4 separate regions of the Sus scrofa genome follow, and regions 2, 3 and 4 are each linked to region 1. A link is a contact called in public Hi-C and HiChIP or PLAC-seq data. All regions are on one chromosome and are shown on one strand. The core of a region is the stretch at or near the end of the contact, and the rest is flanking DNA. Distances in the headings are between cores, read along the strand shown. Region 1 holds the start of PRDM4 (PR domain zinc finger protein 4). Region 2 holds the start of CRY1 (cryptochrome-1). Region 3 overlaps SYN3 (synapsin-3). Region 4 holds the start of TMEM263 (transmembrane protein 263).

Region 1 (6,277 bases), core at 2,522-5,021:
AACTAGTCTGGGCATAGAATTAGGATGCTTCAGTTTTCGATGACTCTGACTTATTTTCTTTTTAAATCAACTTTTTTTTCCTTTCCTTTTTTTTTTTTTTGTCTTTTCTAGGATCACATTCATGGCATGTGGAGGTTCCCAGGCTAGGGGTCGAATCAGAGCTGTAGCTGCCAGCCTAAGCCACGGCCACAGCACTCCAGATCTGAACCGCATCTGCAGCCTACACCACAGCTCATGGAAATGCTGGTTTCTGAACCCATTGAGCAAGGCTAGGGATTGAACTTGTGTTCCCATGGACTCTAGTCAGATTCGTTTCCACTGAGCCATGACAGGAACCCTTAAATCAATTTTTTGAGGAATTTTTACATACAATAAAACTCAGTAATTTTAAGTGTACTATTTGATGAATTTTGACAAATGTATGCAGTCCTGCAACCATTCCCACAATCACCATGACATCACCCCAAAAGTCCCCTCATGCCCCTCTGCATCAGTCTCATTCCTCCCACACATCCTCGACCCCTGAGAATCGATTATCTGTCTTTTATTACTGTAGTTTTGCCTTTTCTAGAATTTCATATAAATGGATGCACATATTTTGTTCTTTTGTATCTGGTTTCTTTTACTTAGCTTAATACTGTTGAGATTCATCCATGGATTCATAGCTTGTTCTTTTTTTTTTTCTTTTTTTGGTACCACCCACAGCATGCAGAAATTCCCAGTCCAGGGACTGAACCCAAGCCACAGCAGTGACCTGAGCCACTGCAGGGACAACCCCAGATCTTTCACCTGCTACACCACAAGAGAACTCCAGCTTGTTCCTTTTTATTGCTGAGTAGCATTCCACTCCCTAGATATATGCTCTAATTTCTTTATTCATTCACCAGTTGGTGGACATCTGCATTGTTTCCAGCTTGAGGCTATTATAAACAAAGCTTCTATGAACATTTGTGTACAAGTCTTTGTACGTATGTTTTTATTTTCTCTGAGGTAAACACCTAGAAGTCTAACTACTGAATCATATGGTATATAAAATTGCTAAGTTGTTTTCTAAAATGGATATAGCATTTTGCATTCCCACAGGAAATTGTCAGGGTTCCAGTTGTTTCATAATTGTACCAAAACTTGTTATAGTCAGTCTTTTAAATTCTGGCCAGTGTAGGAGGTGTGTAATATTACCTCACTGTGTTTTGATTGGCATTTTCTCTAATGAGTAATAATTACTCATCTTTCTGTGTGCCTAACTGCCATCCATATATATTCTTTCATTGTTGTTGTTTTTGCTATTTCTTGGGCCGCTCCCGCGGCATATGGAGGTTCCCAGGCTAGGGGTTGAATCAGAGCTGTAGCCACCGGCCTACACCAGAGCCACAGCAACGCGGGATCAGAGCTGTGTCTGCAACCTACACCACAGCTCACGGCAACACCGGATCCTTAACCCACTGAGCAAGGTCAGGGATCGAACCCTCAATCTCATGGTTCCTAGTCGGATTCATTAACCACTGCACCACGATGGGAACTCCCATCCATGTATATTCCTTGGTGACATGGCTGTTCAAGTATTTTGCCCATTAAAAAAACAAACAGGGGAGTTCCCGTCATGGTGCAGTGGTTAACGAATCCAACTAGGAACCACGAGATTGCAGGTTCGATCCCTGCCCTTGCTCAGTGGGTGAAGGATCCGGCGTTGCCGTTGCCGTGAGCTGTGGTGTAGGTTGCAGACGAGGCTCGGATCCTGCGTTGCTGTGGCTGTGGCGTAGGCCGGCGGCTACAGCTCGGATTCGACCCCTAGCCTGGGAACCTCCATATGTGAGGGAGGGGCCCAAAGAAATAGCAAAAAGACAAACAAAAACAAAAAAAAAACCCAAACAGGGCTGTTTATCTTATTATTGAGTTTTAAGGGTATTTTATACACTCCAGATACAAGTCCCTTGTCAGATACTTGTTTTGCAAATATTTTCTACCTATCTCTGGCTTGACATTTTATTTTGACTTTTAAACTTTTTAAGACCAAAAGTTTAAATTTTGTTTATTTATTTATTTTGCTTTTTAGGCTCGCACCTGTGGCTTGTGGGAGTTCCCAGGACAGGGGTCAAATTGGAGCTGCACCGCCGGCCTACACCACAGCCACCAGCAACGCGGGGTCTGAGCCATGTCTGTGACCTACACCACAGCTCATGGCAATGCTGGATCCCTAACCGACTGAGGGAGACCAGGGATCAAACCCGAAACCTCATTGTTCCTAGTCAGATTTGTTTCCACTGTGCCACGACAGGAACTCCCCAAAAGTTTAAATTTTGATGAAGTTCAATTTATCAAAATTTAGAGGTTCCTGATTTTTGGATACTTTTTATTTACTTTTTGCGTTTTAGGGCCGCACATGTGTCATATGGAAGTTCCCAGGCTAGGGGTCGAATTGGAACTGCAGCTTCTGGCCTAAACCACAGCCACAGCCATGCCACTTCCAGACTACGTCTGGGACCTATACCACAGCTCATGGCAATGCCAGATACTTACCAGTGATGCCAGGGGTCAAACCCAAATCCTCATGGATACTAGTCGGGTTTGTTACTGCTGAGCCACAAGGGGAACTCCTGGAGGTCCCTGATTTTTGTGTCCTATCAAGGTTACAAAGATTTTCTCATATGTTTTCTTCTGTAAGCATTATAGTTTTAGCTCTTAAATTTATCTGACCTGATTTTACACTTCCAAAATTAAATAAAATTGTTTAAAAAGAATAGGCATGGAAAACCAGGGAGAACTAATTTAGCCTTTATAAGACACATCATCATTCCCTAGGCCCCTGGATGGATGTGGCATTTTAGGGGATATTGTCTCTCACTTCCTTGTGGTATGATGACTTTCTTGATTTAGGTATTGTTGCCAAATAAGGGAGGAAAACTATTGTGACGTGCCAATGTTCAGTGATTAGCTCCCTCAATTTGGAATATTCTTTCTCCGTATGAGAGGTAAAGGAAGGGAAAGATTATACGAGTTGACACCACTTCAGGCTCTCATCCAAAACACTGTATGTGCATCTGTCTTTCACAAGATCTAATTCTCAAAACTCACCAGTCTCCACTACTCGGCAAGCTGTCGAAAGTCAAGACCTGTTATTTTGCATCCCTTTGTTTGAGATGTAATTCACTAAATGTCTTCGGAATGAGAGAATTCCTGGGTCTCTACAGTTCTGCTGGTGAATGGCAGCGTAGTGTGGTGGTGTTTCCATGTTCAATTGCCGTGAACTTGGGAACATTTTCCTTTAAAGTCATCTCAGTATCCCAAGGGCTTGACACAGTGCCTGGCATGCAGTAGGGGACGAAGAGCAAAAAAAGGAAGAAGGAAATGTACACAAAATCCCAAACCCTGCACTCTATGACTTCAAGCAGGGAAGCTGAGTAACCTATAGGTGTAACCTGTGTTGACAAATACTCGGGATAAAATCCCAATTCCTCCTGGGCAACAACAGCCAACATCTCTGGGTTAAGGCCCTTGTTTCAAACCTTGCGGGCATGTGTGGACTTACGCTTTCCTAACAGGAGAATGACACGAGGACTGAAACCTGAAGTCTGGGGGATTTATGGGACTCAGAACCCACTCCCTCCTTACACGTCAGCCCTGGTTGCTTAGCAACAGGGTCGATAGCTCGGCGCTCGACTCGACCCGGGCCGACTGAGACGCGGCGCTCCCGGCCGATCCTCAGGCGGCCCGGCCCCCTCCGGCCCAGGTCCCCGCGGTGCGCACGCGCGGCAGGAGACGGTGGGGTGGGCTGGGGAGGGGCGAGCCGGCGGTGGGCGCTGCTTGCGGTTCCCGGCGGGGAGGGGCGCACGCACGAGGGAGGAGCGGCGGGCGCGGAGAGTGGCTGAGGAGTCGGAAACGCGCCTTGGAGGGTGCGGCCCCGAGGAGACCGCGGGTTGGGCCGGGCGGGAAACGTTAGGCGAGCGGCCCTCGGGGCGCGGGGTCGTGCGGGAGGGGAGGGCCCCGCGGCGAGCTCTGCCTGGATGAGGAACAAAGCGGTGGGGCAGGCGCGTGCGCCCCCCGCGCGGCCGGCAGGTGGGCTGCGCGCGGGCCTGGCCGGGGCGGGGCGGGGCGAGGGCGGCCTGCGGGCCCCTTGCCGGCGGCCGGGCGAGCGACTTGGCCGCCCTTGGGAAGCGGTGTCCGCAGGCCCGGGCTCTCCGGCGGCAAGGGGACGTGGGCTGCATCCTTCCCGTGCTTTGGTGACCGCCCTTGTCCTCCCTCTTAGGTTGCGCAGTCCCCCTCCCGAAGCTTCTGGAGGAAAGGCCCCGGGTGTCCCCCGGCATGCCCCATCTCGCGGCGGGGTGCGCGGCCGCGGGCCCTCGGGAGAAGTTGGGCGGCCCCGGGCGGCCTCGGGGGCGAGGGGCCGCGTTTGTGCAGCGGTTGTAAGCAAGATGCGGTAGCACGTGACCCTGGAACGCAAACCCTGATGCCGGTTCCCCGCCACCTGTGTGCGCCTTTCTTTGACATTTGGCCCCCAGCAGATGCATCACAGGTGAGTAGCTTGGTGGGCTCAGCGCTGGTGACATCTTTGGAAAACATCTAGAAGATGAGACTTGAGAGTGTCTTTGTTTTTGGTGCCATTGGGCAGGTTACAGGTGCGATTTGCAAATGGATTTGTGTCCCAAAGGGAACAAAAAAAATCCAGAAAGTAGTGCTGAGTTGAGTTTACTCTCATTAAACTTGATTTTCTCCAAGTGTGAGTAGTCGTTCCAAATAGCTATACGTCGATTGTTGGCTGTTTAACATTTTATCTTTGCCTTTGAGTTATATGCGCATTTAATAAAATTTTGATCTAGATTTCGAAGTGTATTCTTAGCTCATCACCATGCTTCACCTTGAATTTTGTTGGTCCCCATCTGGCTTGGCTGGTAATGTAGAGAAATAAAGTTTTTAATTCTGCAGGCTTCGTGTTAATGTTGAAAGTAGTTTGTGGTACCAGGCCAGTACAGTGCAGAAGTGTACCAAAGACATATAGCTACATTTGGCTGTTCTTTTTAGGGCCCCTTTCCTAGGTTGTATGTTGAGGACAAGGAAGATTAAGAAAAAAATTCTTTCCAGTTACTGAAACTGTCCATTGCATTTGCAAAATGGCTGCATTTCAGTTAGCTTTTTATATGTCATTATAAGAAGTTATAAGATCAACAGATGGTTCATGCATAGGTCACATAAACTAGAAATGATGAAGGGATTGATTCTGCAGCGAAAGCATAGGGGAAAAGAGTGAGCTTAGGATCTTGATTTCTGGCTCTTCTCCCAAGATTGCTTCCTAGAATCCCACATGAGAGAAGTAGCTAGAATAGAATTGCCCTTTGGAATGAGCGAGCCTTGTGAGGCTCATACTGTAAATTCCTTCATCTGCTTTCTCTCTGTGGGATACTAGTTACCTTTGGTTTATGACTGCTGAGGTCATCACATTTTAGTGACTCACGACAAAGCAGAAATCTGCTGAGCCTCTCACATTAAACTCTGGTTTGAACTGGTTTGAGAAGGCCTAGGAGTCAATTTAGAAACACCATTTTGATTTTTATCTTGAGATTAAGTATACAGATTAAAAGTCAGATTTTCAGCATGCGATCTGAAGCTACAGACGTTTAATTGTACTTTAAAAAATCTTTTTTCAAATGAGATGCTGATGGATTTATCTTTTAAGTATTTATTGAAACATAATTGATTTACAGTGTTATATTTTCTGCTGTACTTAAAAAACTTACTGTAACTTTTTTTGTAGATCATTACTGCTCTTGTGATTATAAAGTTTTAGTTAATGTTTGCAGCTATAAAGAGTTACAGGAAAAGTCTGTTTTAAACCATCCCAAGCCCAGAAACTTTGACAATTAAGGTAGCTATGGTTTCTTTAGGCTGTAAGGATTTTTGCATTCTTATACAGCATAATTAAATATGTTATTAATGTGCTGTCCTTCATAAGATGTATCTCATTTGCCATGTGATTCTTATTGTCTTTTTAGTAAGGGTGAGTTTGCATTTCTGTATCTAAACCAGATGCATATTTCAGAGTGCCTGCTCTATGCCAGGTACTACCTTCAGTTGGCTTTGTACACTTTATTAATGTCTGGGAGCTTAGTTTTATGAGATACCTGGCCTGGGGTAAGGTTGAAGCCTGTGGATATAGAATAGTGCAGGAACAGGTCTGTGTGGGACTTTAAACATACCCCACAATGTAAATACACGGATCCTAAAGTGTTGGAACTATAAAAGGCAAAAAGGTTCTTTTATCATAATTGTCTTTTTCTGTCATAGT
Region 2 (5,803 bases), core at 2,440-4,939, 640 kb after region 1:
AGCTTTCTGAGATGGTCTTCCTGGGTTATTATCCTCAAATTTGGCTTGAATAAAAAGTTCCAATTCTTTCTTAGATCAACTGATTAAATTTTGTCAACAGAACTTTCCGGAAAATTTTTTTTGAATATTTTTGATCTGCAGTTGCTTGAATCTATAGATGTGGTACCTGTGGATTCAGAGAGCCTGATGGCCTAATACATGTGCCTCCCCATGCTCTTTTGGCAACAATGGAGGGACAACAACAACAAAAAAACCAAGCATACCAGAACTAGGAAGAGAAGCCCCTTCCTCCTTCAGTTTCCCTCCAGCACCCTCTACTGACAATAGTTAATACAGTGCCAGCGGTGAAGGAGAAATCCATACAGGGTTTAGTTCCATTGACATAGAAAAAGCATGAAAGGTGAACTTGGAGCTCAGAGGCAATAAGGTGATATCTGACATGTGGATGAAGGACAGTGTTCATATGATCAATTGAGTGTTGTCATGGTCTGTAGAAGAATACTGACTGAGGGTCCATTGGGTACCGGGCACTGTGGCATGTGCTTGGTATAACGAGGAATATGACAGATCAAAATATCTCCTCCTACAGCTTGCATGTGGGGTGGGGGCAGGTATAGATTGCCTGATGATAAATAAGTAAAGCACCAAAACCATACGTGTAACAGTTGGTGTTATGGGAGTTCCTATTGTGGCTCAGTGGAAATGAATCTGACTAGCATCCATGAGGACACAGGTTCAATCCCTGGCCTCACTCAGAAGGTTAAGGATCTGGCATTGCCATGAGTTGTGGTATAGATTGAAGACACAGCTCAGATCTGGCGTTGCTGTGGCTGTGGCGTAAACTGGCAGCTGCAGTTCTGATTTGACGCCTAGGCTGGGAACCTCTATATGCCTTGGGTGTGGCCTTAAAAAGAAAAAAAAAATGGTGCTATGATGAAAGTAAATAGGAAACTAAGATGGACAGAAAGAAGGGATACTTTTTAAAATGGACTGACAGGGAAGACCTCTGAGGAGGTGACAAAAACCATGAATGACTTTGAAATGGGCAAAAAAGATTACTAGGTCTCTTGTCTGGGGTACCCTTCCAGTTATTATCTGCCTGTCATTATCTTTCAATTATTTTACAACTTTGTAAATTGTAGATAATCGACAGCAATGCGAAAGAATGTTATCTACAGACACGCAAGTGGACTTTGTCCTCTGAAAGTGAAATTGATACCCCCCACAACTGCATAAGTTTTGCCTATATTAAACAAATTAATTTTTAGCATTCCCAGTGGCCTATATATGCAACTGCTCTTTAGAATATTTTATTCCATTGTAACATCTTACTGGTTCCCTCATTAATTAATAAGTTAAGTGAAATCTGTGACATGCTCATTTTATATGCATATGTGAGTCATAATTTACCTTAAAAAATGATGATGCAGGGAGGGCAAAATGGGTAAAGGAGGTCAATTGTATGGTGATGCATGGAAACTAAGCTTTTGGTGGTGAGGCACTACAGTGTATACAGAAGTTGAAATGCAACATTGTACATATGAAACATATAATATTACAAGCCAATGTTACTTCAAGTAAAAAAAAAAAAATCCTTTAACACATTTAAGTTCAATCCCCCCAAAGATTCCACTGCTGGGGGTCACTCAGCCAGGGGCTACCAGCCGAACTGTCACATCACATCAGAACTGAATGAGCAGATGGCTCTGTCTACTCCTTCATTATTCGTATGTTGATAGTGCATGCCAAAAACCACCTCTGCAAGATGGGGTCAAGGGAGAACACAGGCTTTCAATTTAGAGGCTGACACACTTTTATCAAGGGTGCTCATGATATCAAAGCGATAATGATTTTTCTAACACAGTTTGTAGTTCAAAGAATATTTAGGAGGACTCTTCATAGCTATTTTTGAGCCCATGGCAGGGTTGTGCTTATAGAATCCTAGAATTTTAAAATAGTGTAGAGAACTTATGAATTATCTAGTTCAATCCTTCCCCTTTTATACATGAATTAAGCAGTCCAAGAAAGCCTAGATGACTAGCTCAAGATCATCAACTAATTAATGAGGAGCTGAGATATTATCCACTCTCTTTCTCTTAGTCCCATACTCTTTTCACCACCAGGATGTTGGAGTCAACCAGAATTACATGAGATTCCTAACAATACTCCCCACACCATCTTTCTTCATGCATAAACACTCACTCTGGAAACAAAAACAAAAACAGGAGTGGTGGTGTCAGTGAGGGATGTGATAAGGAAAGAGCTTTGGATTCAGAAACAGTCTTGGTGTTTCATCTATTTATTTTTATTTCGAAGCTTCAATGTCTTCAACTGCAAAGTGGGCATAAATTAAGTAATACTAAGCTGCCTCATAAGATTATTATGAGGGCTCATAATAACCAATATAAAGTGCCTGACCTATAGTAGGTGTTAAGTCAAAGTTTTTATTAAATGGTTACTCCTCTCAAAGATATATTAACAATCTATATGCCATTAAAAACCCTTCAGTCTCTGAGGAATGCACAATTGACAGTACTGATGCTTTTATAAAAAGTTAGTACTTTTAGGTGTAATGAAAGTTACATACATCCACATACAGCTATTTAAGAAAAAAAAAAACCCTTCTTTATTGAATGGACAATAGGCAAAAATAAGGCAATTCTACACAAATCAATACTACTTACAACTGTTGCATTTGGATGCTTGAAAATAATTCTTGTGTCTTTAGACACAATCTGCTTACTTTCAAACTACCTAAAATGAAACATGAAACACTTTTTAAAAGTATAATAGGCTCTGGAGCATGAAGCATTGCCTCTAGAAAGGTAGGCAAAGGCCCCATCACAAAGAGCCCTATAAACCGCACCAACTTTAAGAAACTAGGGCTGACAAGTTGACAATATACAGATGGTATCAAGGAATTGCAGTAACACCTGGCACCAATCCTATGAATTACCCCTCTTCCCCAGAGCACGTGCAAGGGTGCTCTGCCTCGAGGGCCACAAGAATGAGAAGGACGCCAGCTCTACACGCTCCAAGGCAGGGTTGGGTTCTGCAGTCAAGCTGGAAGGAAGCACATGGTTTGGGCTCCACGTCTAAGGGGAGCCTCTTACTCCGCTCTTTTCACCGCATACCGCCCGCACTCCCCACCTGGCGCCCCCACCGCCTCCTGTTAAGACACCAGGAAGCTTCCTGGCCTTCCCCCGAAACCCCCCGGGAAAAAGCCCCAAGCGCGCTCCAGCAGCCCGGCCCCGCCTTCCTCGCCTCCCTCCGTAAGGCAGCGAGTGCGCACGCGCGCCTACCGGAACTGAGCGCGCGCTCGCGAACTCCCCGCATACCCGTGCTCATCCGGGTCTCGGAGAGCCTCGGCCAATGGTGGCCGCTCACGGCCCCCGAGGGCGGGGCTAAATCTTGCCTCACACGGGGCCTCTGGTCACCGTGGGCGCTTTCAGGCAACGGCGACTCGTCCGCGGAGGAAAGGACAGAGGCAGAGAGTCTAGCGTCTGGGCGAGGGTCGACGGTTTTGAGATGGAGCGGCTGCCGTCTAAAAATTAGAGACTGAATAGCGAGCAGAGTCCCCAGTCAGAGCCGCTGTAGTAAACACACTTCAGAAACGTGAGGTGCCGGGGGTCACGTGGGGAGCGCTCTGTCCAATGAGGAGCCGAGGGCGGGGCCAAGGCCGCTGACGCGGCGGTGGCGGAGGAGTCACCCGGGCAGCCTCGGGACCGGTCTCGGGCCGGCAACCGTCCAGCGGCTTTGACCACCGCCTCAGCGTTCCGTCCTCACGCCTCTTTCCTGGGCCGAGAGGTAGCGTGGCCGACAGTCGCTGAATTCTCTCTCCTCCCTGTCGGTGGTTTGCCTCAGGCGGGCCGTTTGCGCTTCAGGGGCCGCCTCCGTGGGGCGAGGTTTCCGTGACGAATCTCCTGGGGCTGCCCGCGCCGGCTCGGGCCGTCGTGGCGGCTCGGGCTCGTGGAACTTGCTCATCCTCCGGGGGTCCGGAGCCCTCGAAGTTAGGCGTCTCATCCAGGCGGTCGTGGCGGGTGCCGGCTCTTAAAGGGCGTCACGGCAGGACTCCGCTGACTGGGCAATCTCCATTCATCTTCCAGCCGCACGGGCAGCGCCCTCTCCCTCGCGGGTCCCCTACTCGGACTCATTTTTTCCTTTCCCCGCTCTGCTGCCCTTTCCTCACTCCTTGGGTGCGGCGATTCTCCTGGAAGCGGGGGTGTCGGTTATGAGCTGGACCCTCTTGCCCTGAATTTCTCGGGGCAGGAACTCGGCGGCGCCGCCGCGCCGCCTGCCGCCCACCGCGCCCCCGGGATGGGGGTGAACGCGGTGCACTGGTTCCGAAAGGGGCTCCGGCTTCACGACAACCCCGCCCTGAAGGAGTGCATTCAGGGCGCCGACACCATCCGCTGCGTCTACATCCTCGACCCCTGGTTCGCCGGCTCTTCCAATGTGGGCATCAACAGGTGGAGGTGAGTCAAAATCCTGTGAGAAATTGATTTCGTTGTTTCATGAATTGGGACTTTACGTGCGATCGACCACATCTAAGAATGTAGACCTGGGACCGCTGTGCTTATGCAGTTTTAATTATTGCAGGTGCTTTAAGCATTAAATAGAATGGGCTTAATGGTTCTCTGGCCGAAGAGTGCCGGCAGCCTGGAACACCTTGGCCTTCAGCTATGAGTTATGTATCTCTGTGCTGATGAGGACTCTTCTGCGTTTATGGAAAATTCTTAGTGGGGGAGTTAAAGAACCACCCCTTCCAATTAAGTGGCCATGGATTGATTTCCTTGGCCGCCGTGTGACACTGAAGGGATTGCGGTTTTTAATGTTTACGTTTGTGTGTGTCTAGGTAACTCATAGAATGGAGAAAATCATTCATTCAGTATTGTCGCCTCCAAACCCAGTTTTCTTCCACCTTGAGGTTGTTTTGGGAAAAGCAAGGAAGACTACATTTCCCTTTGCTCAACTCTTTCAACTCCTCCTTGTGGTTGACTAGACACAGCACAGTTTTTCTTTCTAAGCAAAGTATAATCCTAGGATTCAGAGCACTGGAAGAAATCTTAGAGAAGTTTTACCATCTTTTCTCGAAATGCCAGGCTAGATGATTGTTAGACCGCCTGGTGGAATGAGAATATTCATTCAGCTGACAGATTATTGATCACCTACTGTATACCAGGCACTGTTTAAAACACCAGGGATACAGTTATTGAATGAGACAGACAGAAATTCTTGTCCTTTTTGAAGACATGTCCCAGAAAGTATATAGTATTTAGTGGTGATAAATGATGTGCAGAAATACAGAGAAAGGGGATGAAAAATACGACGGGGTGGGATTGGAGTTGCAATTTAAAATATGGTGATAGGGAAAAACCCATATTGAGCAAGATGATGAAGCAAGTAATAGATTACAGATACCTAAGGAAAAGCATTCCAGGGAGAAGGAACAGTAAGATAAAAGGTCCTGAGATGGAGATATTCTTAACCTTTGGAAAGAATAGCAGAAGAAACCGATCTACTGGAGCAGAGTAAATGAGAGGAAAAGTAGTAAATGAGGTCAAAGATGTAATGGGCCAGATTGAGTAGAGCTTTATAGGCAGTTGTCAAGATTTGGGCTTTTACTCATAGCAAAGTGGGAATAACTGTAGGAGTATGAGCAGAGAAGTGATGTGATTTGAATCAAGCTTTTAAAAAAGTCTCTGGCTGTGGTTCTGAGAACAGACTGAATTGTAGAGTGGAGGTGGGCAAGAAGCAGGAAGACCAGTTAGCAGTTCATTGCTTTCATCCAGGTGAGATATGA
Region 3 (6,330 bases), core at 339-2,838, 570 kb before region 1:
GCCCCCTGAGGCCGAGAACTGAGTGATCTTCCCTGTTTGCTTAGAGCCTGCAGGTTTTGGCACACAGTAGATGGTTAGTACAAGCGTTAGTACAACCACCCCAGGTCAGATCTCCCTGCTCCCACATCCTACCTTTAACCTCATTCATTGCATTCATCATTTTCTTTTCATCTGGTTAGTTTCCTGACTTTTCCAAGAGCCTGTTAGCTCCACAAGAACAGAGACTGTATCAATCTCCCCTCCCCAAGCCTAGTAGGGTGCCTAGTCCTTACGGGGCTCAGTAAATAGTGGTTAAATGAGGGAGTGAATAAATGATGTGATTGTGACCAGACACCTGCCCATACAAGTCTTCCTTATTGCTATCAGAAACCAGTGGGGAGACCTCAGCACATCCTGTGGCCTGGGACCCTAGTCTGACCAACCTTACCTTCACAGATCCCTGTGCAGGAATGAGGAGCCTTGTTACCCTCAGAGGGTGCCCCCCATTCTAACTCACTGGAGCCCCCCAGTTGCAAAGAGGTATGACAAGGCTGTTCTGTCATTGGTGGGCCCCATCTGGGAGTGGGAGGGGACCAGGAGTTTTAGTTATTCTTGGGAGTAAATAAATGGAGCTAGAATTGTATCTCTGAGTTGGCCCTGCTTTTGCCACACCTCCACCCATCCAACCTGGCATGTGCCCCTCCTCATCTTGCTAACTGGGAAAACCCTGAGGGTGTCCACCTTCAGAGTTCTCCTATGGGGTCTGTCATCCATCTCCCCCAGCTCTGTCCAGGCTGCAAATGTGCAACGGACATGTTGCAGTTGCATCAGAAACATGAAAATCTGTTTCTAGAGCTGGATCCCTGCCTCCCTGCCCCCCGCTACCCCCCCAACAGGCAGGGCTCTGCCTGAGACAGAACTTTCCTGACCCCTCTTCCCTGGTAAGGGCATCGCCAAGGCCTAGCCACACTGACTCTCCATCCCAGACGGATTTATTAGAAAGACGCTGCTTGGACACAGGTGGATCCTGTTTGTGCTAATTTTCCTCTTCCTTCTGCCCCTGCTACAGCCATGAAAGAGCTCGGTATCTCTCCCCATAAATCTTGCTCACACACCACATCCCGCCTCCCCAAACCAGGGATTTCCCACCCCAGGCAGCACTGGTTTTATAATATTCTCCTTCCTGGTGCCTCTGATGTGGCAGTAAAATATGAGACCACCCACAGAGATGGAAGCTTTATAGAATCAAGAGCTCCCCCCCACCCCTTCCCAAGGCCAAGGACTTGACTGATTGGCCTGCGTATTCAGGGAGCTCATTATGAGGATAACATATTAGGGCATTAGGAAGAGGCCTGCATGAGGGAAACAGAGCCCTCAGGCACAGTGGGGTCATCCATTTTGCCTGAGGTCAAATAGCCAGGCAATTATAGAGGCAGCAACCCCAGCCCCCAAGGCATCTAGAATTCCAGACCATCCCTACCCTTCCCTCTGCCAGACAGAACTGTTCAGAGGCTGCTCAAGCCTGAATGAGCCCCAGGCAAGGAGGCAGCAGTCTGTGTGGCCTGTCAGGAGACAGACTTCTGACTCCCGGCCAGGCAGGGGGATGGACCGCCTGACCCTCAGCTTCAGCCTGAGTCCGTCTGGCAGGCCCTGCAGTAAACATTCCAGAGATGGGCAAGTGTTTCTTGCCCAAACAAGTGTTTTTCCTGGGAAGGTGAGGCCCATGGAGGCCAGAGCTGCTTGGGTGGTATTGGTGTAGGGCAGCATGTTCTGGGTTCCCAGCTAGGATCACGTTAAGGGCTGCTGGTTGTGCATGTTGGACCCTGAATGGTGACCCCACTTTGTGATGGGTGTGGATTTGTGTGTTACAACAGTGTACCAGTAGATGGCAGTAGAGCACCTGGAGCAGGGGATGCCCCATGGCCTCTCCCTGGAAACATTATTCATTTACCCAGTCAGCAAACATTCCTTAGACATGTGCCTGTGCCCTGGCACGTTGTGCCGGATACTGGGGATTCAGTGAGCACTGAGACACGGTTTCGGGTTTCCAGGAGCTCACAGACTAGGTTTGTGGGGGCAGGGGACAGCAAACAACATGTGATTCCAACACGGAGTGGTATGTGTTATAGGGTTGTTAAGCAAAGCCCCCATGGGAGCTCAGAGGAGGAATACGAACCCAGCCTTGTTAGGGGGGTGCTTTCAAGGAAACAGAAAGAGGTAACCAAGCAGAGGAGACAGCAGCACATGCAAAGACTCAGAATCCTACAAGCACAGGAGTCACAGGAAGTTGAGTGTGCTCATGAGGTGAACAGAAAACAGGAGAAGACATGGGCCATAGGTCAGCAGGGTCCAGATTATGAAGGACCTAGAGGGTCTGGACCGAATCCTAAAAATCTTAAAGCACAAGATCTGCCTCACCATTGCTGCTTAGGGGCTCTGTGTGACTTTGAGCTTGTGGGGACTGGTCCCAGCCCTACTGTTCCTAGGGGTTGACACTGGGGTCAATAGGAGGAGGGATATGATGGGTGCGCAGGCCTTCTATGCCAGTGCCACCTGTTTATCGTCAGCATCATCATCAATCACTTATTGCACTGATGGGACAGATCAACATGAGGTGTTCCATTCTGTAACCTCCATAAGGGTAAAGATTACATTTGGGGTCCCTGCACATGGCGCCCGGAGCCACAGAGTAAACACTCAGTGGTTCTTTGTTGTCATTGTCAATTCTGTTTCAGGCCCTGGGCTGTATACTTTGGAGCTTACTATGTGCCAGGAACCATTCTAAGTGCCTTGTACGTCGTGTCTCATTTAATCCTCATTTAACATCCATGTGGAATAATTACTGTGATTATCCCGGCTTTCCAGATGTGGAAGCTGAGGCACATGGATGCTGAGTGAGTTACCCAAGGTTGCACAGCGAGCGAGTGGTGATGCTGGGATCATGTCGGGTGGTCCACACACTCTACTTAGTACCACGGGTGGGGAGGATCTAGTGAATTTCTCACCACACTTTGGCTGGTAGATGTTATCACCACTTGACAAATGAGGACGCTGTGACCTGGAGGGGTTAAGTACGTTTTAGAGTACGCCATGGGTAAGCTAGAGAGCTAAGATTTTGCCCAAGCCTCTGTGGTCCTAGATCCATGCTTTTTCCGGTACACCATTGAATGTACTCATTAGATACCATCCTGAGGTCCCAGGATCATCCAGTAGTTCTAAACCCAAGCCGCAGGGACCCCTGCCCTGAGTCCTGCTCTGGCCTTACTAGCCATGCCCCTTCTGACAGCAAAGGAGGACCCTGCAGATTGCACCCTGAGATCATGCAGTGGGTACCCAGAACTGTAGAATTCACTTCCCATAGGGACCCAGGCCCAATTCCAGGCCGGTTCCCTGATCTATCCTCCCCAGACATGGCCAAAAAACTATTGATGAGAGTGTGAGTGAGGAGATGAAGCTTGGCCACCTGGGCTGGGCTACCCATAAGTGTGCACAAGAAGCCCCAGTGATGCAGAGAGGAGGATGGGAGGAGAATTAGGGAGGATGATGGCAACCAAGAGCTGGCAACTCTCATGCCACCATACTCTGGGTATATCTCCAAGAATTCTGAGAAGTTTAAACTCTGACCCTTCCAGGTCATTATGAAGTTGTATTGGTCAAGGAAGGAAGGTAGACATTTTATTTAAATGTTTCCTGGCTTTAGAAATTTCAGATATTAGGCTTGTGATACCTAGGCTTCTACTTATTATTTTGCCTCAGGCCCTACAAACATTAGAGATGAGCTTATCCCAGTGTTTGGGGTTTATCAGCACTACCTTTAAGGATTCATGATAAAATTCACAAACTATGTGAAAGATTCCCTTTGTATGAGGCTGGTTAGGTGGGATGTCATTTACTGATTATGGGGAGACAGAAGTAGGGGGTGGGAGGAAAGGTGATGGAAGGGTGGTTAGATAGATGGATGGACAAAAGACAAATGAGGTCTGCTTCATTGGACAGATGAACAAATAAAGAAATGAGGGGATGGATAGGTCAATTTAATAAGTCCTTTATAGATTCTATAGGGTCTAACTCAAATCCATAATTACTTCTGCACTATTTGTTTATGTGGGATTCTTTATCTCTTTTGATCCTTAAAATAATGTTTAGAAATAGGGAGTTCTCTTCATGGCTCAGTGGTTAATGAACCCGACTAGGATCCATGAGGATGTGGGTTTGATCCCTGGCCTCACTCAGTGGGTTAAGGATCCAGTGTTGCTGTGAACTGTGGTGTAGGTCGCAGATGTAGTTCAGATCTGGCGTTGCTGTGGCTGTAGTTTAGGCCAGTGGCTACAGCTCCAATTCGACCCCTAGCCTGGGAACCTCCGTATGCCATGGGTGCGGCCCTAAAAAGAAAAAAAAGTTTAGAAACATACCATGTAGTTATTAATCTCTTCCTTTTACAGAGGTTAAAACTGGGATTCAGGGAGGTAAAGCAACTTGGCAGAACCAGAACCTGAGTCTGCAGTCCTCCCCTCCAGTACTCTTTCTCCTCTCCCACGTGACACATTTAAATAGTGAAAAAATCATCCACCCAGGAGGGAGGAGAGAGAAGGAAGGTAGGGAATGTGTCTGGACATACACCTGTGGAGTAGTACCTTTGGGAGAAGGAGAAAAGAGTGAAGCAGTCTGCATCCTTACTCAGTATATTTCTTCTTCTTCACAGGGCCAAGTACTTCCATGGAAAGAAGGTGAATGGAGAGATTGAGATCCGAGTGGAACAGGTAGGTTGGAACTGAGTTGTGCTATTGCCCTGACATTTTCTATACCTGGAGCCATTCCTAGGAGCAACCTGTCCCCATCTTATGTGACTATAATGAGCCAAGATTACCAGAAAAATCCTGGTTTATATCTGGGAGTCTTGTTAAATTCCAGAATTATTTAGTTCAGTGGTTTTCTACCTTTTTGTTTTAGCAACAGAACCTTTTATTCAGAGGGAATCTCCAGAAGACACCCATTTTACAAAACAGAGACACATAGAACTTCTAATGGAAAGAGGCATAGGGAGCCTCAAAGCTCCTTCCGTTCCCCACCATGGTCCTCAAGGCATCTCCCTGAAATCACTTAGGCTGGGCCACACAATGTAGGAGCACAGTGGGTTTTGAATCCAGCTCTCCCATTTTCTAGGCATTAGGCAAGTGAGTCTTTCTGTGTCTCATTTTCTTTGTATCATTGTTGCTGGGACTAAATTATGTAAAGCCTCAAAAGAGATTAGAACCTCAAATACTGGCTCTTGTTATTACCACCAGTATCAACAACCACACCCCTCATTTTATGGGGAAAGAAGCACAGACTTGCCCACGGCTACATAGGAAGTCAGAGGCAGAGTAAGGACTAGACCTTGTGCTCTCCAGATTGAGGGCTTCTCCCCTTCATTCCATGAACATTGTTGAGGACCAACTCAGTACCAAACACTATGCTTATCCTTAGGAGAGCACAGCAGAGCATGAGCTCTGGAACTAGATTCTAGGTTCAAATACCAATTAACTGTGTGATGTTGGTTGAATAATACTTAAGCTCTCTAAAGCTCAGCTTCTTTACTTGTACAGTTGGGGTCATCATAGCGTCGTCATCTTCAAAGGTAGCCGTGAGGATCAAATGAGTTAGTCTAGGAAAAGTACTTAGAACAGCACCGGGTACGTATCAACATTTAGTAAATGCTGTCCATTTATCATAATATCATCATCACCATCAAAGGCAAACAGTTAATAACATAGAAGTTCTTGCTATAAGATGAACTCAGAAAAACACCATAAAAAATAGTGGGGTGTGACTTTTCCAGCACTCTTTGAGTTTGGTGTGTTGGAGGAACAGAAAGCCTTTTTGAGCATCAAATTTGAGTTGGCTTAGTATTAAAACACCTACAGCTTGAATTTCAATTTAATCCTGTGGCTTTCAAGTCAGTCCAGTGTCTACTGGTTTTCCTTCCATGGCAAAGAGCAGGTTATTTTTGTTCATTTAACAAATATTTGTCAAATGTCTACTATGCTAGCTAGCTACCATGTGGGGAACGAGGATATAGAAGCAGAGGCTCTGTCCCAAAAAGCTTGTGGTCTCAGAAAGAGGCAAGATGAGTCTTCACAGAATCTCAATCCAGGTGGAATCCAGGAAAGAGAGGTCCAGACTTAGTGCTGTGGGCACCAGAGGCCACAATTAATTGAGGGAGTCAGAAGTGACTTCGAGGAGGGGGTGGAATTTGAAATGGACTGTAGAGGATGGATAGGATTGCAGCAAGTGGAGATGGCATCAGGAGGAGTGCGTGAGACTGAAGTAGCGTGAGCAAAGACAGGGCGACTGGACATATAGGGTGTGGAA
Region 4 (5,832 bases), core at 2,715-5,214, 760 kb after region 1:
TAAAAAATTTCATTCTTGCCTGCAGCTTTTTTAGTCTCAGATTTACCAGCTCTTCCTTCCCTGCCCAACCACACTACCACCTCCCCTATGAGTGTACTCTGCTCTTAAATTAGGAATATTTTTGGTAGAAGAGTCTGAAATGTAGGAATCTCAATACTATTATACAAAAACACAGGTACATTTACCAATAGTTACATACAGACCTATCAATAAACGATAAAACAGAAAATCTGGAGCTGAGCCAGCCAGAAGCCTGACTACCTAAACCAGAACTTGGCTTTGAAAACCTTATGAGGCCACAGAGATTATTATTATTTTTTCTCTGGTGTGTGTATGTATATATTTTAACGTTTAAGTTTCTTATACATCATGCATATTAACAGCAAGTATGTAGTATTAAAATTCCTACAGAACTCCTAGGGTAATAAAAATTGTGTAAAAGCTCTAAGTATATGGAATATATTTTTCTGAATCCCTAATAAAGATGCCAAGTCACTTGATAAAGGTATTTTTGCTAAAATCCTTAACTATCTGCAATGCCATCTATACTTTTTACTCACATAAACCATTCCCAACCTCTACATGCATATATGTGCCAAACTTTTAGTGATATTACCTCTTTATGGATATTATCACTTTATCATTAGAAATATTTTTTATGTTTCCACCCTGTTCATTATCATCACATTTTTTTCTCTACTGGGAACTGTGACGACAAATACACCTCTAATCTCCAAAACTGAAGAGGTAAAATTTAAAGTATACATGTGAAGACAAATAATTGACAGTAAGAGTTTTAAAAGGACTATTAAAAAATGTTAGCCTTATAAAACAGTATTAAATTCTACACAAACCATCTGCCCTAGACTCATTGAGCCATTTGTTCAACATATATTTGGATTCCAGCTATGTGCCAGGCACCCTGCTAGGCACAAAAGGCTACAGTGTGATCACACACACACACACACACACACACAGGACTACTCTAAGCCAGAGTTTACAATCCAGGAGGGATATACTTTTCCTGCACTTTATCAATTTAGTTTCATTCATAAGCCAAAAAAAAAAAAAAAGTATAGGAACTCATAATGCACACAAATTTCTACTAAAAAAATACTTTTCTAAGGAAGGCAATAAAGACAAAAAACAGCCATTAGATCAGGATAAATAATTTAACTTATTCTATGGACATAAATCAGTTTTACCATTTGGTCCTGACATACGAACAAACTAAAGTACCAACTAAAACTAGTCATAAATGTTTTTTTAAGACATTGTGAAGTGTGAAAGACTTCTTTTCTATAGACTGCAATATATCAGCAGTTCCTTTAAGCATTTCAGGCTAAGGAGAAATAAGTCTTGTCCTGTACAATAGTATCATAGATATAGCATCTGGCAAATACATTGAGCAAGGATTTAAAACAACACTATTCCCCAAAGGATAATTTCCTCTAATAATAGAAATAAGTAAACAAATGCCTCTGTGGACCCCCTTCTTAAAAAAAAAAAAAAAAAGGCAAGAAAAGAAAACAAAGAATCAATGTTGTTTGTGGATATCTGTAACATTTTTTATATAAAGTTTTCACTGATCGTAAAAACAAAATCTGAAAACAGTACTCAAGTGTGCCTATGGCTCAACAACCCTCTGTGTACCAAGGGAAGTTAAAGAGCACTAACACACTGTCTGTGAAGCCTAACCACAAAATACAGTGCACAACAGTTTTTCTTCAAAGCCACTTCAAAAATTTCTTATTAAACAGTAAGTGCCAATTTCCTTATAAGAAAAAGACTGTAAATGAATTAGCTAAATTCTTCTACACATTCTATATATAGGGACTCCGCCACATCCTCATTCCCATGTTTTAGTTTCTTTGCTAAATAACTACGAGGAGTTTCAAAAATATATTTATACAGAGCTTTAACTCACACACATCAACAGTGTATATTAAAACACCAACTTACTATTTTTAGGCTTCTCTACTTAACCAACAGGCTGCTTTTAAAAATGGCCCCTGCCCATTAAATCAACAACACGTAAACTACAAGAAATGCACTGAATCTAGCAGGGAAATAAAGTAATCTGCCAGTAAAACCTATAAATGACCATCTCCTGACAAGTAACGACTGACACTATCAAATGGCAATTTTTAAGTGTAGCCCTTAAATGGAACATCAAGCAGAATTACAGTAAGCTATCAAACCAGTACACCAGTCATTTTCACTAAATTATTCCTCATTAGTTCAACAGCTATCTGTGTCCCTACTACAGGTCAGACACTGTGTTAGGCACTGAGGTTTACACTGTGTTAGGCACTGAGGTTTCAGCCTGAACAAGTATGTAAAGGCCTACTCTGAGGGTGTTTATATATAATGCAGTAAGATACCTTCAGAAAGAGGAAAAACAGCAAATACTCAATGACTGAAACAAAGGCAAAGACATTCCTGGACTTTTAAAAAATGGACCTCACACGGTAACTTTTCTAACGATGTTCTCTACATATGGGCATATTTTTATTGAACCTGTTTTCCAGTACACGTTATAACAAAAACTAAAGAAATGAAAGTGGAAAAAAATCAAAACAGGATGCATAAGGGTTTATTCAAGGTTACTTCCCTCTTTCTTTAAAAAAAGCAGACGTGGACACGTACACACACATATATACCTGTTGATGGAATGATATCAATACTCTTGGGAAGCCCTTTAGAGCACCCACGCCAGTGCAAGTTTTACATAGGTTAAACAATAGCAAATAATCGCACACAGTAAATTAAGTATTTTCATTTAGAATCAGCACAAGTGCTCACAAGGACATAATAAATCAAACTCTCCTCTTTCTCTAGGTGTTTCGAAACCTTTCCCAGTGGCCCCTTCTCAACCCCCACGGATCCCTTTGGGCACTAGCAAGTACTTTTTTTTTCCTTCTTCTTTACCAGAGGGAGTGACGTGGCAGGAGAAGCAGAAAATGACCCTGGAGGAGCCCTGGCTAGGGCTGAGCTCAGCACCTCCTCCCTCCGCTCCACGTTGGACACCCAGCACACCCGCACTCCCACAGGGTTCCAGAATTCCTATTCTAACATACAAGAGGAGATCTGTTTAGGAAAGAGGATCTGATTGGAAGTAGGAACCTGGGGACCAGACTTGAGAATGCGTGTGTATATAGCAGACACGAATTTTATTTAGACTCAGAAGGCAATGACGGCACTGATGGGTGCTCCAGCAGCCCCCGGTGCCATCAGCGTCTCTCTCCATTGCTACATTTTCAAGTTTAGGTTATGCACGGAGGGGGCGGGTAGGGCTACCTGTGAAGAACACGGTGAATGCCCACTGGGGACCTGAACCCAAGAGAATGATTTATCAACAGGTTAGGAGTTAGCAGGGAGGGGAAGCCCAGCACCCAGGCCCTGTGCCACATTCCTCTCATCTCCCAGGCTGCTGACGCCCTCCCACCCCCATTCCCCCAACCCGACACCCCAGGAGCTAAGAAGTCAGGCAGATGCTTCCAAGAAGGGTCGCAATCTCAAACCACCGAGGAGGAAAAGACCCGTAAGAGGGGGCAACCGTGCCAACGAACCTCCACCCGCCCCCAACATCATCTCGCCCCTCCCCCTTCCCCGCTCAGTCCCCCCAAAAGGCCCAACTCCCAGCAGCCAGGCCCAGAGAATGAGGCGGTGAGGTGCTGAAGAGCTAACGGAAAAAGGCAACAGAGAGGAGGAAAAGAAGCCGAGACGGCGCCCTCTACCCTTCCAGCCTGACTTACCGCCGGGTCGGGGGCCGACGCCGGGGCCGGGCGAAAAGACCGGGCAGCACCGAGGAGGGCTGAGGCGGCCTGAGCGGCTGGCACAGCCTGGGTCAACTGCGAGCTCCGGAGACGCCTCCTCTGGCTGTGGAACCAGAACACTCGGTTGGCGACGGCGGCCTCTGGCTGCGGACGTGGCGCCGGACGCGACCCGCCCCCTCCACCGCCTCCTCAGTTCCCGCCTCCTCCCGCGGCTCGCGATTCGACGCGCAAGCGCACACGAAGCCCCTCCCGCGCCCACCCGGCACACGCCCACCCGTTTCTCGAACTGCCCAGCCCTCCCAGCAGCCCCCAGACAGTCGCCTCCCGAGGTGCGCACGCGCGACACCCCCCCCCCCCCTTGCTCCCAGGCCAAGCTCCCGCCCCTTCGCCCGCTAGGTGCCACCGCGAGAACCCAGGGCCGGCCTGCGAGCGCGCCTCCGCCTGGGGCCTCCCGCCCCCTTTCCTCCTCGGTCCAATCAGATCGGGCGAGGGGCTCAGAGCCCCGGGCATGCGTAGGCTGAGGCGCTGCGGCCCGCAAGCGCTGGAGCCGCCTGCTTCTCGGACTCTGGCTTTAGTTGCTAGTAACGGTCGCTAGGGATTCAGAACGTTGGCCCGAAGGAACATGGGACGGTCGCCAGCCGGGACTTCTCTGCGCCTTTCAGTTTGGGGCTCTCGACGTGCCTTTACTGCCCAGGTGACAGGGGTGACCAGAGAGGACTTGCTCTATTATTATTATTATTATTATTATTAAGTCTCTTCTGCCCTAGACCTGAGGTTCTTAAAAGGAAGAACTCCTGTGATCAGTCGTCGTCACCCACCGCTCTCGCAGTGCTGAGGGCTCGCCAGGGGCCCACTCTCTTCAGTTGGCTGAAGAGAGTGGGTGCTTAGTAGCTAAGAGGAGGGAGTTGGAAACCTGGAATTAGGAATCCTGGCTTCGCGCCCCTCCCTCGCCACCTGCCGCCTAGCGTGGTGCATCTTCAGGTCTCCCCATCTAGGCTGAGGCTCTGCTTGCGGTTCTGGAAGGTGGTGAGAAGAGTGCAGCGGTAAGAGGATATTGTCAGGCCCTGAACCCATTGTGAGGTGAGGCATCTCACCTCACGGCTTGGTGGTTGCGAGGACTGAACGAGATAAGTGGTGAAAAGGCTGCTAAACTAGAGAAGGGGTATCTATTCATTTTCCACACCTTTAAAATGAAGATTACAGTAAGTCCATCATAGATAGGTTTTTCTAGAGAATCAAAAGAAATGATGGATGTGAAAGGGCTTTATAAACTGAATTCCTATATGTGTATGTAAGTGTCAGGTCTTCCTTCACAGATTGATTAGCAAGACAAAACACGCTTGTCTTAGTATGTTTGATAACTAATAAGGTCACACAATTTTTTTTTCAAATGCAAAATAATCAGTTTGGTGCAACTGAGTAATAACTGTTGGCAAGGCTCAGAAAAGGACGTGCTAACCAAGGAAAGCATCCTGGAAGAAGCTTACATTGAGCCAGGTCTTGAATGGAATGGCCTAAATATGGTTTATGGTTTCTGCCTAGTCATTGATTTATCAAAGCAGCAACTCATATCTTCTTAGACCATTGTTCTGAGACTATCAAGATATTTTAGTTTTCCAGAAGTTAAAGGAGAGATGCAAAAATCTTGTCACTTTAAAATATGATCTGAATTGTTAGCAGGATCTATGGATTGTTGTGTCTACTCAACATGTGAAAGAGGTACATAACAACTCTATTTTCCTGTTATCACAGCAACCACTTAAAATGTGATCTTTCCAATGTGAATGCTAGGCAAAATTATGAGGTGCACGATTACACAGTTTCTTGTTCCCCTTCCACTTCTTTCTCTCTGCAGGAGAGTTTAATCCTTAATATATAAATGACTAGTAAAACTGTAGCCACTCCTGGGAGATTTTACATTTTTGCTTTTATTGAAGTTGTAATCCACAATGGGTTGAAACCATCTCAAACCAACCAGGATGTAAAGCAGTTCTTTGGGCGAGGTTTTGAGTTCACCTGAATCTTCTGAAACTTCAAGTATAGGTAGTTATAT

Evidence for each region. Hi-C and Micro-C count contacts between places; a contact is called where the count stands out from the background. HiChIP or PLAC-seq counts read pairs in DNA pulled down with a chosen protein or histone mark.
Region 2: a contact with region 1 is called in an H3K27ac HiChIP or PLAC-seq map of alveolar macrophages. The contact joins the promoter of CRY1 here to the promoter of PRDM4 in region 1. A contact is called at or near these places in 1 of 5 promoter capture datasets (fetal skeletal muscle) and 1 of 2 datasets of contacts at active chromatin or transcription factors (alveolar macrophages).
Region 3: a contact with region 1 is called in a Hi-C map of embryonic fibroblasts, with 1.9 times the contacts expected there. The contact joins the enhancer-like site here to the promoter of PRDM4 in region 1. A contact is called at or near these places in 1 of 5 promoter capture datasets (fetal skeletal muscle), 1 of 47 Hi-C or Micro-C datasets (embryonic fibroblasts) and 1 of 2 datasets of contacts at active chromatin or transcription factors (skeletal muscle).
Region 4: a contact with region 1 is called in a Hi-C map of skeletal muscle, with 4 times the contacts expected there. The contact joins the promoter of TMEM263 here to the promoter of PRDM4 in region 1. A contact is called at or near these places in 1 of 5 promoter capture datasets (fetal skeletal muscle) and 2 of 47 Hi-C or Micro-C datasets (both in skeletal muscle).

The regions. Positions count from the first base shown.
Region 1 is chr5:12,634,619-12,640,895 of Sscrofa11.1, forward strand. PRDM4 (PR domain zinc finger protein 4) reads left to right here and starts at 3,772. Exons shown (of 12, transcript XM_005655523.3): 1 at 3,772-3,890; 2 at 4,244-4,510. The coding sequence starts at 4,500.
Region 2 is chr5:13,271,860-13,277,662 of Sscrofa11.1, forward strand. CRY1 (cryptochrome-1) reads left to right here and starts at 3,690. Exons shown (of 18, transcript XM_021091562.1): 1 at 3,690-4,475. The coding sequence starts at 4,318.
Region 3 is chr5:12,070,578-12,076,907 of Sscrofa11.1, forward strand. It overlaps SYN3 (synapsin-3), which reads left to right. Exons shown (of 14, transcript XM_021091548.1): 3 at 4,682-4,739. Among named protein-coding and RNA genes, the nearest start is that of MIR9790, 45 kb to the left of the region's middle. Within about 2 kb of position 1,589, at least 35 of the 83 cell types and tissues checked have an H3K27ac peak or open chromatin away from gene starts, as enhancers often do. A contact at or near this core is called in embryonic fibroblasts, where this site is marked.
Region 4 is chr5:13,393,448-13,399,279 of Sscrofa11.1, forward strand. It overlaps TMEM263 (transmembrane protein 263), which reads right to left and starts at 3,965. Exons shown (of 3, transcript XM_021091567.1): 1 at 3,759-3,965. CRY1 (cryptochrome-1) reads left to right here. Exons shown (of 18, transcript XM_021091562.1): 16 at 2,935-5,832.